2 separate regions of the Anas platyrhynchos genome follow, and region 2 is linked to region 1. The links are chromatin contacts, called in public Hi-C maps. All regions are on one chromosome and are shown on one strand. Each heading gives the region's core, a stretch centred on a gene start, on an enhancer-like site or on the middle of the called end of the contact. The rest is flanking DNA. Distances are from core to core; before and after follow the strand shown. Region 1 holds the start of NOG (noggin). Region 2 overlaps LOC106014785 (a long non-coding RNA gene).

Region 1 (6,323 bases), core at 3,765-6,264:
TTGGGTGCTAAGCCCAGTACCACCAAGGAACCCTCCCCAGACAGTGGGGCTTACTCTACCAGATTTTGAATTAACATGCGATAAGAGAGCACACATTATTCTGGACAAAACTAGCTACAGAGACAAAGGAGGCAAGTCCTGTACACTCCTCACAAGGAACTGCGGCACATAGGTTAACGGACTCACCCGAGGTTACGCATTCTGTGGGGGAGGTGGAAATGAATTAAAATTTCCAGCATTACACTTTAAGACACTAAAATTGCAAAAGAAACCGAAGAGTAACTAAAAGCTCAATTTCAACCTTTCCCTTCTTTTTTCTTCCCCACAGTGGTCTCTGTGAGGTCTTATGATGCCACTACAAAGATGAGCAAACAAAAATTGGCTGTGTTATGAATTGATTTCAATTTAAAAGAGCCATAATTCAATTTTGCTTTAAAAACATATTACAAAATCTAATATTAAAAAGATTTGCATAGAAACATTCATCAGAAAGATATTTTATTTGTTTGGCTTGAAACACTTCCACTACAAGCCAAACATTTCAACACTAGGGCAGGAGGACCAGAAAGTGAACCTGACCAGAAACAACAGTGAAAACTACTCGTTTATTTTTGCTCTACCAGCTGACAAAATTTAGTTATTTATTTTAAAAAAAAATAAAATAAAATCACAGGCCCTGTGGATAGTGAAACTTGATTTTTTTTTTTTTTTTAACCCAAAATATTCTTGTAAATGTGTTAGTACCGGGGCATTACTAGTTGAGAAAGGCTGTATGTCCATACACCTTCCTGACTGAGTGACTACCAGGTTAAGAAACCAGACAGATATGGTGATAGATTACCACCAACGCACTTATTTGACACTCACATAACACCCACAAACACACACATCTCTGCACACGTGAAATTTAAAATCCTCAAGCAAACAGGCAGAGGTGGTTTCCAGATGAAGCCTCTGTTTGCCCCATTGCTCGAATCACAGACAGATAAATCACTGGGTGAGTCCCTCCCTATGTAGTGGGAATATTACTTTAGTGAAGTTTGCTAATGGGGCAAAGGACCTTGTATTGTAATCCAGTGACATTTTCAACCTTCGGAGAACTTTTGTTGACATTCCCGAGTCCCTGGCTGCCATCCCAGCATGAAATAGTTTCTGTTCACATAATTCTCGTGTTTACCAGTCATGAAAAACTCTTGCTTTTGGCTTTTTTTTTTTTAAATAAACTTTTTTTTTTTTTTTTAAGTGAAACTCTGTCTAAAAAAATATTGGCCCCAGGCATAGAAGGTTTTGCATAAATTCATATGTGATGAATGGCTGATTTTAATGTTATTTGGGTATTTGTCAGAACCTAACAAATATACATGGTAATGGTGGTTCATAAACTTAAACATCTCAATATCCCCTTTCTTCTAGAAATAAATTACGTTTGTTTGCCCTGCCTGGAGTCCTAAGGTAGCCGACATTAGGAATATTTTAAATGTGATCATCCATCCAGCATGTCTTTCAGGCGCCACGAAGATTAAATGAAAGAATCATAAGATGAAGGTCTTTAACTTTTAATCCTTTTACAATGAACCCTTAGATAGACATGGGGGCAGGGTGCCTTCTATGTGAGTAATAATGCCTCTGTTCCTCTTCACTAGGTTAATGAATACCCTAAATGTCCCAAGATCTGATTTTTTTTTCAAACTATTGAAATTAAAAGCAAAGAGACTGATGGTAAAACGTACCGAAAGTGTGCGAGAGGGAATGAATATGCATTCAGAGATAGGCGGCACAGAGAACGCAGGGCTGGGCTTCGTCAATGAAAGACCCGCGGGTTTACAATAATTAGCATAGATTCGCTGGGAGTTTTTTTTTTTTTTAAAGTTTTTTGATTCCAAGATAAATAAGGAAAAGGCTTTCTGCACTGTCAGGCAGCCTTTGAAGAGCACGTGGCGGGGCTGTTTGTGCAGTTGCTATCTCCGAGATCCTAGCGGCGGCTCCGGCAGCGCGCACGAGCCGAGCGCTGCGCTCACAACGCCGGGGCCTCCCCGCAGCGCCCAGCGGAGCCCGGGGCCGGGGGCGGCGGGGCCGGGGGGCGCCGGGCGCTGGAGCCGGGGCAGCGGCGTCCCGGGCCGGGCCGTGCCGGGCCGTGCCGAGCCGGGAGGGGCCGGGCCAGCCGGGCCGTGCCCCTCCGGACCGGGCCGTGCCCGGGAGGATGCCCCGGAGGCCGGCGGGTGCCCGCAGGGTTCCCGGGTTGCCTCCGGCCGGGAAAACTGTGCGAGGATCAGCCTAACGCCGTGTGCCCGCTGCAACCCCCCAAAGCCCAAGGGTCAAGTTTCAGCAGTGTCCCACCACAATGGTAGGTGTGAAAGACACGTGTCCCGCTGTAAATGAAATGTCAAGCGGTTACAAAAAAAAAAAAAAAAAAAAAAAGCAGCAGCCCGAGGCCGGCGGGCGGTGCGGGTCCGCCCCAGGGGCGCGGCGGGCAGCGGGCGGCCCCCAGCGGGGCGAGCGGGACCCCCCCGGGGCGCTGCGGGGCTAGGGGGGGCCGGGGGGGATCTGCTGCCCTCCGGCACCGGCGCCCGGCACGTTCCCACCCCCCCGGCGCCCAGCGAGGGGAGAAGAAAGTGTCCCGTGTGTGCGTCCCCCCCCGGGGGCGGCCCGAGCAGAGAGCAAACAGACTGCGGACGGCTCGTGTTTTAGTGGTTGACTTTAATTCTGCGCTGCGCTTTTACTACAGGGATATAAAGAATAAATAGCAGATACTCTTCATTTACATAGGATTAAGTCATTCAAACTGTTCTCTCTATTTACAATAACGTTGTGCTCTAGGCGTTTATTCTTTTTTTTTTTTTTTTTTTAATCTAAAGTCCATAAGGAGGAAGAAGAAACACACACACACACACGCTTTCCGTATAATGGAAAATAGCTTTAAAACGTTTTCTTATCAAAAAGTTTGGTTTGTATTTTTTAATCCTTTTATTAAAAAAAAAAAAAAAAAAAAGAAAACACACAACAGCAACCCCAACCTACTTCGCCAAAGCGAAGCAACTTCTCTCTGGAATATAAATACCAAAAAAAAAAAAAAAAAAAAGATACATTAGCAACGATCAGGGTAATAGTCTTAAAAATACAGTAGACGCTGATTATTTCACGTATAATACTGACCTTTTAATAGTATATTAAAACGGTGCCATATATACACACAATATACATTCTCCTACACGTTACAGTGCATTACAACGTTAACCAGAAAGCAAGTGTCTTTTATTTTTGTTGCAGCAAAGGTCCACGTGAGTCCGCCAGGGAAGGGGCGAGAAGGGCGAGCGGCAGCCCTAGCAGGAGCACTTGCACTCCGAAATGATGGGGTACTGGATGGGTATCCATGTGCACCTCTGCCCTCCCCGACGCTGGCACCTCCACCTCAGGATCGTTAAATGCACGGACTTGGCAGGTTTGCAAACCATGCCTTCTGGGACTGAACAAGACCTTTTACTGTAGCAGCTGCCCACTTTGACGTACCGGGGCCAAAAGCGGCTGCCGAGATCGTTCCACGTGTATAGGACCGGGCAGAAGGTCTGGGACCAGAGCCACATCTGCAGCTTCCTGCGCAGCTTCTTGCTCAGCCTGTGCTTCTTGCCCGGCTGCAGCCCGTCGTAAAACTCCAGCCCTTTGATTTCGCTGGGCATCGCTCCCGAGGGTCTCTGCCTGAGCAGCAAGTCCAGCTCGGCTAGATCGTCCACCCCGAGCCGGTCCTCGGGCAGGGAAATAGCCATAAAGTTAGGGTCGAAGTGTCCGCCCATGAGGTTCCTTAGCAAGGTCTCGTTAAGATCCTTCTCCTTGGGGTCGAAGATAGGGTCCGGGTGCTCGATTAGATCCACCAAGGGCAAGTTGTCGCTGGGAGCCGGTCGGATGTGCAGATAGTGCTGGCAGGCGCCTTGCTCTAGCCGGAGACCCAGCAGAACCACCAAGGCGTATATAGTCACAAGGCACTGGGAATGATCCATCCTTGGGAGACCGGTGGGGGGGGGGAGAGGGGGGCTGGGTTCACCAAACGGCAGGGGAAGAAGGTGCGAGCAAATGCATCAGAAAACTTGTACGGGGATATCCAAAATAGCTTGTCTTTACGGGGGATTCCCTCCGCTCCCCGCGCCACCAGCAAAGACGGCCCCCGAATATGCCAGGAGAGCAAGCCCCCTGCAAACACTCTCTCTTGCAAGCCTCTCTGTAAAATTTCTCCTGGTGGAGCCGCTCCAAAATTCTGCCGCTGCTGCTGCTTCTCTTCGCCCTCCCCGGGCAGTGGAGATGCCGCTTTTTGTTGGGAATTCTGCTCGCTGCTGCAGCTCCGCGTTGTCTGCCCGTGCGTGTGGAAGAAGTTGTTGCCGATTCTTCCTCTCCGTTCCTCTCCGCCGTTCGCAAAGCAGCCTCCTCAGCAGCAACAGCAGCCACGCACGTTGGCACCAGTTTGTCTGCTTTGCAAGGACCCAAAGCCTTTAAATTTCCTGCACTTTCAGCTTCATCTCCATGGAAACCACAGACTCTCTTCTAACCCACCCCACCCCCCTTAAAAAAAGAACCACCACACACACAACGCAACCCCCACTCCCACAAAAGTCCAGGAGAGCTTCCCCCTTCCCACCCGGCAGACACCCTCTGCTGGGGAAGGCTGCAGGCGGGAGCCGCCGCCGCCTCCCCCCCGCCGCCCGCCGCCGCCGCGCCCCGGGAGATGCTGCAGGGGCTGGGGCTGGGGCTGGGACGGGGACGGGGGCAAGGACGGGGGCAGGAGCAGGGCTAGGAGCAGGGGCAGGGGTAGGAGCAGGGCTAGGGGTGGCCTTGGCGCCGGTCACCCCATGGGCGCAGCGCTGCTGGCGGCGGAGCGCAGCCTGCCCCGCTCCTGCTCCCCTGCCCCGGCCAGCGCTACCTGGCCGCCGGGGAGGGGGGACCGGGGGGGTCCTTGCTCTAATTCCCACTGCGTGCCCGGCCGGGGGGCCGCTGCCGGCACCTTCCCGGGCGGAGCGAGCCCTCTGCTGGCGGCGCCGCTCCGCTCCGCACCGCGCCGGGCACGGGCAGGGCGAGCGGGGCCGCCCCGGGCAGCGCAGCCACCGGCACAACGGGGAGCCCCGAGGAGCTCGGCTCGGCCACAGAAAGCGGCTCCGGGAGCGAAACGGGAGGCCGGGGGAGGCGGCGGGGAGAGCCCCGGGGGTGCCGGCGGTTCTGCGGGGGGCTGGGGCCGGGGGCTGCGCGGAGGGATGCCCCGAAGCCCCCCAGCACCGGCGGCAGGAGCGGGCCCGCGGCCGGGGTAAGTGCCCCTCGGTAAGGGCAGGCAGGCGGCCGGCTGGCAGGGAAGGCTGCTGAGATCTCGGGACAATCGCCTCGAGTGCTCGCATGCCGCTGCTGCAGGCGCTCGGGAGTCTGAGTTTAATGGGGCTGAAGCTTTGCCATTTCTCCTAAATTATGTATGCGTTTGTTTAAGTGTTACTCTTCAAACTTAGGGTCTTAAGGAAAGCAATGTATAGACTGTATTAGCCAGGGTGAGCTGTTTGTCTGAGTTAACTGTATTTTTGACACCTATTTTCACTCCCTAAGCTAAACTTCGTGCAATGCTGCTTTAAATCTTACTTTTGTTTATTCCTGAGCAGGTAGGGCATTTTATAAACCCTACAGGACTGAAATAACTGTCATGAAAAGTATGGAAAGCCAACCCACGCTCTGCACTGGAAAAGGAGCCTCATGGTGACACTTGCCACTACCATGTCAGCGCAGGATCTGCTGGAGTTTTAGAAGGTATTTTTTCACCTAGTAATTCAGGTCTCTACCTTCATCCAGAACCTGATGAACGTTCATCGCTGAAACTTGGCATTCAACTTGTCCATGTGCAAAGGGAGAAGCCACACCTCCAGTCTTTCAAAATAAGATCCCCCAAAATTCAAGGAGCAGCAATTGACCAGGAAACGAAGATGAACTTTGTGCTGGATTTGGTCTTCAACTGGATGTGACTTGGTTACTTAACTGTCTGCCAGCAGGACACAGAGGTGCTCAGGTCTGCACAGACCCAGCAGGTTGCTCAGGTGCTGCTGCTTCTGGCTCAGGTTCTCCATGCGGGTCTTGGCCTGTTCACGTGCTGGTTCCACTCCTGCCTGCTGGGAGATGCCTCTTGGAAGCAGGTCCTCTGTCCCAGAGCTGAGCTGGTGAAGGTCTGTTCATCCCCTCTCATTCCTTCACCCTCCTTTTTTTGGTCACCCCGCAGGACAAAATGGAATGGTGTTTCAGAGCCTAAGCCCACACTCAGCACTCATCGGCTGATCCACGTCCCGGCAGCGGAAGCAATGCTGGGTTCT
Region 2 (6,071 bases), core at 614-3,113, 44 kb before region 1:
TTTTTCTTTAAGAGATTTATTTATTCAGTTGGATACTTTTTTTCATCCTTTGCCTGGGCATTTGGAGTCTTCAGCCTCACCATCCTATAATTAGAAAAATGACCCTGCTCAGAAGTTTTAGAGCTCTGCTCCAAAATTTATTCACCTTTTTAGTGATGTGGCTTCATCTAGTGACTGCCCTTCTAATAATCTGCAGCAGTAGAGTGGAGTAAATTTAATCAGGGATTTAGAAATTGATGTTATTGTCAAGGACCAACAGCCAAAGCAAGAAACCAGATCACCGAATGATAAATAAGACTTCCACATTTATCATTCAATGAGAGGGGAAGGTGGGTGGGAAAGAAGAGCAGCACAGGGGAAATGCATACTTGTGGAGGACTTTCAGAAGTCACAAGACAGTCCTTTTATAACAAATCCCTTCTATCCAAAGGAAGCATAAACACTTATTTCTACCCCCCAAACCATAGGTACTGTATCCCATTTCCTAGCTTCCCTAATGAAACCTGTATGTATTTTCTATTTAGTTTTCAGATAACGGAGCTGTCTGCTCAGGTGTCTCAGCAGAGACCAAATGATTATATTCGACATCAGCTCCCCGGCGTCTCATCCACCGCCTTCACAGGGTAGAAGAACAGAAGCATATTCTCACTTCTCCAGATATCTGACAAAAGGATGTCTTTTGCAACATGCCAGGAAAGTCAGATCTGGACTACTTTGGACTAGAGTAGGAAGCAGATTCCAGAGTATTTCAGACTCCTCATAAAAGATACTCTGTCAGCACCCTCTGAGTAATGGAGCGGGGCGGATTCCTCCCCCTCTCGCAGTACTGCTGTTGACATCAGCGCCAGCAAGACTCACTGGGTCTGCCCTCGGTGGCACCACTGTGAATCTCATTGACCTCTGAGTTATTCTTCTTTTGCACAACACTGGAATCCAATTTACCAGAAATAGATATTCAGGATTTAGTATCTAAGATCAGTAAAGAGAAGCAGTCTTTGGCCTGTTAGATCTAAACTGCATTTCCTTGTTATAACAAAAGTCCAGATTCAGTCCAAGTCCTTGTTAAGTCCAGGCTCAGCGTTGGTAACACTTCGCTGGTATCCAGCCTTGCCATCCGTACAGCACACAAGCAATGCTATCTGCATTTTCTGACCAATACATGGAGTTCTCAATCTGCCAAAGGTACCAGGGACCAGGTTCAGGTGTGCAGCCTCCATAGCTGTGCTCCCTTCACAGGGGGGGGCCACCAGAGCTACAGAAAAACACGATTCCAGTATGCAGCTGTATAGCCTATAAATCTGACCTGCATTTTCATCAAGGACTTTTGCTCTGAATCGCTCTCGACAGGAACCTCTCTGTTCCCAGCACAGCAGAATGACCATTTTGGTCAGCCCTGAAGTTCGACGAAGTTTTTTCAGCCACTCCCCAGCTCCTGCTTTATGGGAGCGAGGAAATCTTTGTGGTGCTCAGGGACAAACCAGACCACATGATGTCAGTTTAAAGCAAGTCTCTGGCTAAAAACAACAACAACAACAAAAAACAGATTAAACCCCATGACCAAAAAGTCAGCTTGATACAATTTATCATTTGTTTTATGTAAGCTCTGGTCCACAACCAGGAGCTGGAAACCCTTGCCTCAATGTGATGCAGCACATCGATGGCCTGTTCAGAAGCAGGAGGCCTGGAAATAAGCTGTGAGTGATCGGTGCTTTTACTTCTCTTCCTTACTGCTGATTTCAGGGCAATTCCCTCCATGTTACGAACCAGATGAGATTCTGTCTCCAGAGCAAGACAGAGGCTGTAATTCCACCCAGGGGACGGGGTGTGGTTTGCAGACACCGATAAACCACGGCACATCCCCTCTTGTGGTTCATGATGTCATTGGAATGACTCAATACAACTACAGCCTGTGTCAGTCTGCGTGTATATTATTCTACTGAAATTAAAGCTTTTGAAATAGGAGCTTATTGTTTTTAATAACTTCAGTTATATAATTCCTTTCTCATGTTAGTGCTTCAATAAACATTTCTCATGTTAAATTTTACTCCAAACCTATCCTTGCCAGTTTTAGGCTCAGAGCTGATATATTGGAATAATCCTCTTCGTTTTAAGTCCCACAGACACTGCGCTGTTCACATGATGTCATTCTGTGTATATTCCTTCATTTACTACTGGTGAGTCATTATTATCGTAGCTAATAGAAAGAGGATTATCTCTTTATTAAATCAAAGGCATGGCATTTTGTTGTTGGTGGTGGTGTGCCTCCTTGATTTTTAACCCTTTCAATTACATGAGTCAGGATTTTTCGTCATGGGCCGCAGTCAGGAACAAGAACACAGCTGCTGCTAGAAGCTTGCAACAAAGCGGTCAGGGAAATTAAGGTGCAATTCCTTCCTCAGTCATAAACCTCTTGGGTGATCTTGGGTAAGCCACTTGGAACCAAAGCAGCAACAAGTGTCTAAGTCTTTGAGAGTCAGGATCTTAGTCTGACACCTTTTAATTCATAAAATTAATTTGTACCTCAACGGCAGTGTTATGATTATAATATATTACAAAGGCAGCAGCAACACTCATAATAAGGCTTTAATATAAATGAAGTGATCACCATTGTGACAGTCAGAAATACGGCTAGCTGTGAAAGATGTACAAACTCTACCATACAGTTCAGGAAGGCAAATATTCATCCCAGTAATCTTTTCTAGGGAGCAGCTCTCAAGCAATAGAAGTTATTTTTCAGAAGGCTGCAGAGGTATGAAGAACTAAAAGATTAGCTGGAGAAATTAAAAACGTCTGCATTTAATACAGAACCAGTGAGAAACCTGATTTTTTTAATAGGAAATTTCAATGCTTAAAATGTTTTCATTCTAAATTAAAATGACATATTTTCCCCAGGAATCAAGATTTCTAAGGCCTTCCAAGATTTAGAATTAGCTTACTATTTGGCTTAAAGTTAAATCATTTCATTTTGGCAAAGCAAAACCCATTTCAGTACGATTATGTAGAAACAATAAGGTACCGTACTAAACGTGAATACATGTTACTGAATATCTACACTTCCAACCTTAGCATAAACTTAAAACCTAAACATTAATAAAAGTGATAAATTCAAAACAAAATATTTCAACTTCATAAAATCTTCCCTCAAAGCCAAGATGCTTCTTTTTCTTTCTCATGGAAAAAAATTGCCAAAATTGATACCCTCCCTGGAGAAGCATTTCAATGTTAGTGAAACTGCATTTATCAGCAGAAAACTGCTCTGTCAAAAAATTTCAAAGAGCTCTCTAATTTAAACAGTGATTGCTGCTGCGATAGAAACAAAAGCTGTCCATTTGCACTATTGCAAGAAGAATGATTCCAGAAAGCAGCTCCTAGACCGGTGATATCTCTTTACAGTAATCTCAAAGTCTCCATGAATGGCTGGTAAGGAGGCATTAGAATGGCCTGCCATCAATCGTGGCTTTCTCTGCTTTAAAGCAAGAGATGCCAAGTCAGCCATCACCTTAGAGGAAACAGCAGCTGCGGGTAGAATGCACAAGATTGAATGAAATCCTACTGGCACATTTCCTTCTCTTATCTACCCTGAAGCCCATTATCAGACAGCGGATTATAATAAAGAACACAAGGTTGAAACAATTATCCATAGACGCATTTGAGGACTCACAAATCTGCTAATGTTACTAACAAGCTGAGTTACCCATTGCAGAACACTTCAGCACTCCAGACGAAGGCTTAACTGTTAATGAAACCTAAATCTCAGCTCCAGAGATAAATTTCAAGCTTCTTGTGGCTTAAACCTGGAAGCCAATACATCACGGAAACTTTTAAGAATTATCTAAAGAACAAATAATGTTGGTAAGTCGCCATAATGAAATCTCGATTTCATGTCTGAGGGATCTAAGAAGCCAACATATTGTCACCGAAATAATTTCTTATGTTTTTGTGATGGCATGCCAAAATCCACCGTTAAAATACTGTGGCAGTGGTCTCAGAACCAGGATATGAATCCCTTTAACAGGAAAGAACAAGCTTCTGGATTCCCAGCCTTACCAGTATTTTAGTGACCGGTGTCAATCTGATACTGAGAAAGTAAACAGCTTTAAAGACGCATGTCCTCAGAATGATGCCACTTCAGTAACTAGGAGCCAGGAAATCCAGGTTTACAGTTCACTTTTGTAACAGATTTCCTTCATGATGATGGAAAGGTTTTTTCCCTAAAGAGAATTTAACTTTAAAATTATATTGAAGTTATTTTATCATTATTATTATGACACTATTTATAAGAGGTGCTTATTTTGGAATAAGAACGCCTTTTCTGTTAAATAGGTGCATACCATTTTCAAAAGAGCATATACTAAATGGGAAAGAGTGGGGGAAACAAGGCATTCTTATTCCAGAAGTTATCCAGCCAGATCTGAAATGGGATAACTACAGTGGTATAGACAAGCTTTGAGACAAGCTTATGAGACACCTTGGGCCCAGGCCACAAAATACCTTGAGGATTAGGGTCCAGACCTTGAACTTGACTTGATACTCTTGGAAAGCTGGGGCAGAAACCGATGGACAATTTGGTATTCTCATTGCAGTGGTTCCTGAGGAAGTGCATTACAATGTGATCAACAACAAAATCTCTGTCCTTCAGCACTCTATCTGTACAGTAGGTATATGTAATGGGGATAATAGATATCATACATATAACCAGACGCTACAAAAGGTTTTTGTCAATCATTTCTATTTAGGCTGGAAATATCTAAAGATTAATAAGCTTTGTGTATTACAGAAACACTTAAAGACCTCTTGATGGAAATATACCGATAATAAACTGTATCTTAACAGATGCTTTCTTTAACAGACAACTGTACTGTGCTGAAGAAACACCGCACTTAACCTTGACTGCATAAATCAGTCATAAGAAGCTATTTCCCCATCTCCCGATTTCATATACAAACGTAAGGATTTGTGTGAATGTCTACAAAACGTATAGGTAGACACCATGCTGTACTCACACAAGCTCACAGGGAGCTAAGGCACTCCCCACTAGAGGGGGAAGAAGAGCAATTGCTTTGGCTGAACGCATGAAACATAACAATCAAAACCACAGTCAGGAGAGTAACATACAATTCTAAATGGAACTTGAAAACTTGAGAAGTCATTTAAGGGAACCACATTAAATGCTAAAATGTTTAATGGGACCCATGTGTCTCAGGCAGAGAAAGAGAGTGAGAGAAATGTAACAGAGGAAATCAAGGAGACAATATGTCTGTGCGACTTGTTCTAATTAGGGGCACAGTGCTGGTGAGGATCATTCATTATAATTTAGTTAAATCTTTAGCATGGCAAAGGCACCTCTGTATAGTGGTATAAAACAAAAGACCCCCAGTCATAAACCAAGTTAAGGCCCATAGAACAGAGGTTAATTTCAGTCATTTGTGAATGCTAAAGGCAGTACATCACATGAATACCAGCACTTCTTTATTACCGCAGAGTTGTGCTCCAGCTAGCAGATGTCTGCAAATTTGGCATGTGGGGGGTGGTACTGGGGAGGGCAGTGGCGCATTGTCTCCAACTTGTCTGTCGCTTAACTGAGTAGATCTGTCTGTTTCTTTTAGCAGGGGTGGGAAAGGAGTTCAAAGAAAGAATCAAAACAATCCATCCATCCAAGCTTTGGAATATCTGAACTGAACCCAAATATCACCAAGCACTTCCCAATCTCTGCTTTGAAACAAGAGAGCGGACGATGATTTGCAGCCGTTTGGGATGATTTACACGCACGCAGCATGTGTAGCACTTACTGCAGCGTTATTTTAAAACTTATAAAGCATCAGAAGGCTGAAGGGGGTCAGGTTCAGGTTTGTGACACCAGCTTGCGTCACTGCGCAGCAGAGCCACAGAACAGCTTCGGCTGCACTTCCTCAGTGCAAATCAGGGCCACAGCAGACCCAATTCACATCACGTTTGCCATTGTGTATTTCAGGAGTAATTCTATCTAAATATGGGTCAGATTCTTAGCTGGTGTAAAGCAGCTGAGCTGCCTGCATTCCAGTGCAGATAAACTAATTCACACGAGCTGAACG

Evidence for each region. Hi-C and Micro-C count contacts between places; a contact is called where the count stands out from the background.
Region 2: a Hi-C map of F5 follicle shows a contact between it and region 1, with 2.9 times the contacts expected there. The contact joins the enhancer-like site here to the promoter of NOG in region 1. A contact is called at or near these places in 5 of 8 Hi-C or Micro-C datasets (F5 follicle, liver, skeletal muscle and 2 more).

What each region holds. Positions count from the first base shown.
Region 1 is chr19:5,805,500-5,811,822 of IASCAAS_PekinDuck_T2T, reverse strand. It overlaps NOG (noggin), which reads right to left and starts at 5,014. Exons shown (of 1, transcript XM_005012255.5): 1 at 2,678-5,014. The coding sequence starts at 3,992. The coding sequence ends at 3,321.
Region 2 is chr19:5,846,678-5,852,748 of IASCAAS_PekinDuck_T2T, reverse strand. LOC106014785 (a long non-coding RNA gene) reads right to left here. Exons shown (of 3, transcript XR_001186355.5): 2 at 4,492-4,589; 3 at 2,563-4,211. Among named protein-coding and RNA genes, the nearest start is that of C19H17orf67, 36 kb to the left of the region's middle. Within about 2 kb of position 1,863, at least 3 of the 8 cell types and tissues checked have an H3K27ac peak or open chromatin away from gene starts, as enhancers often do.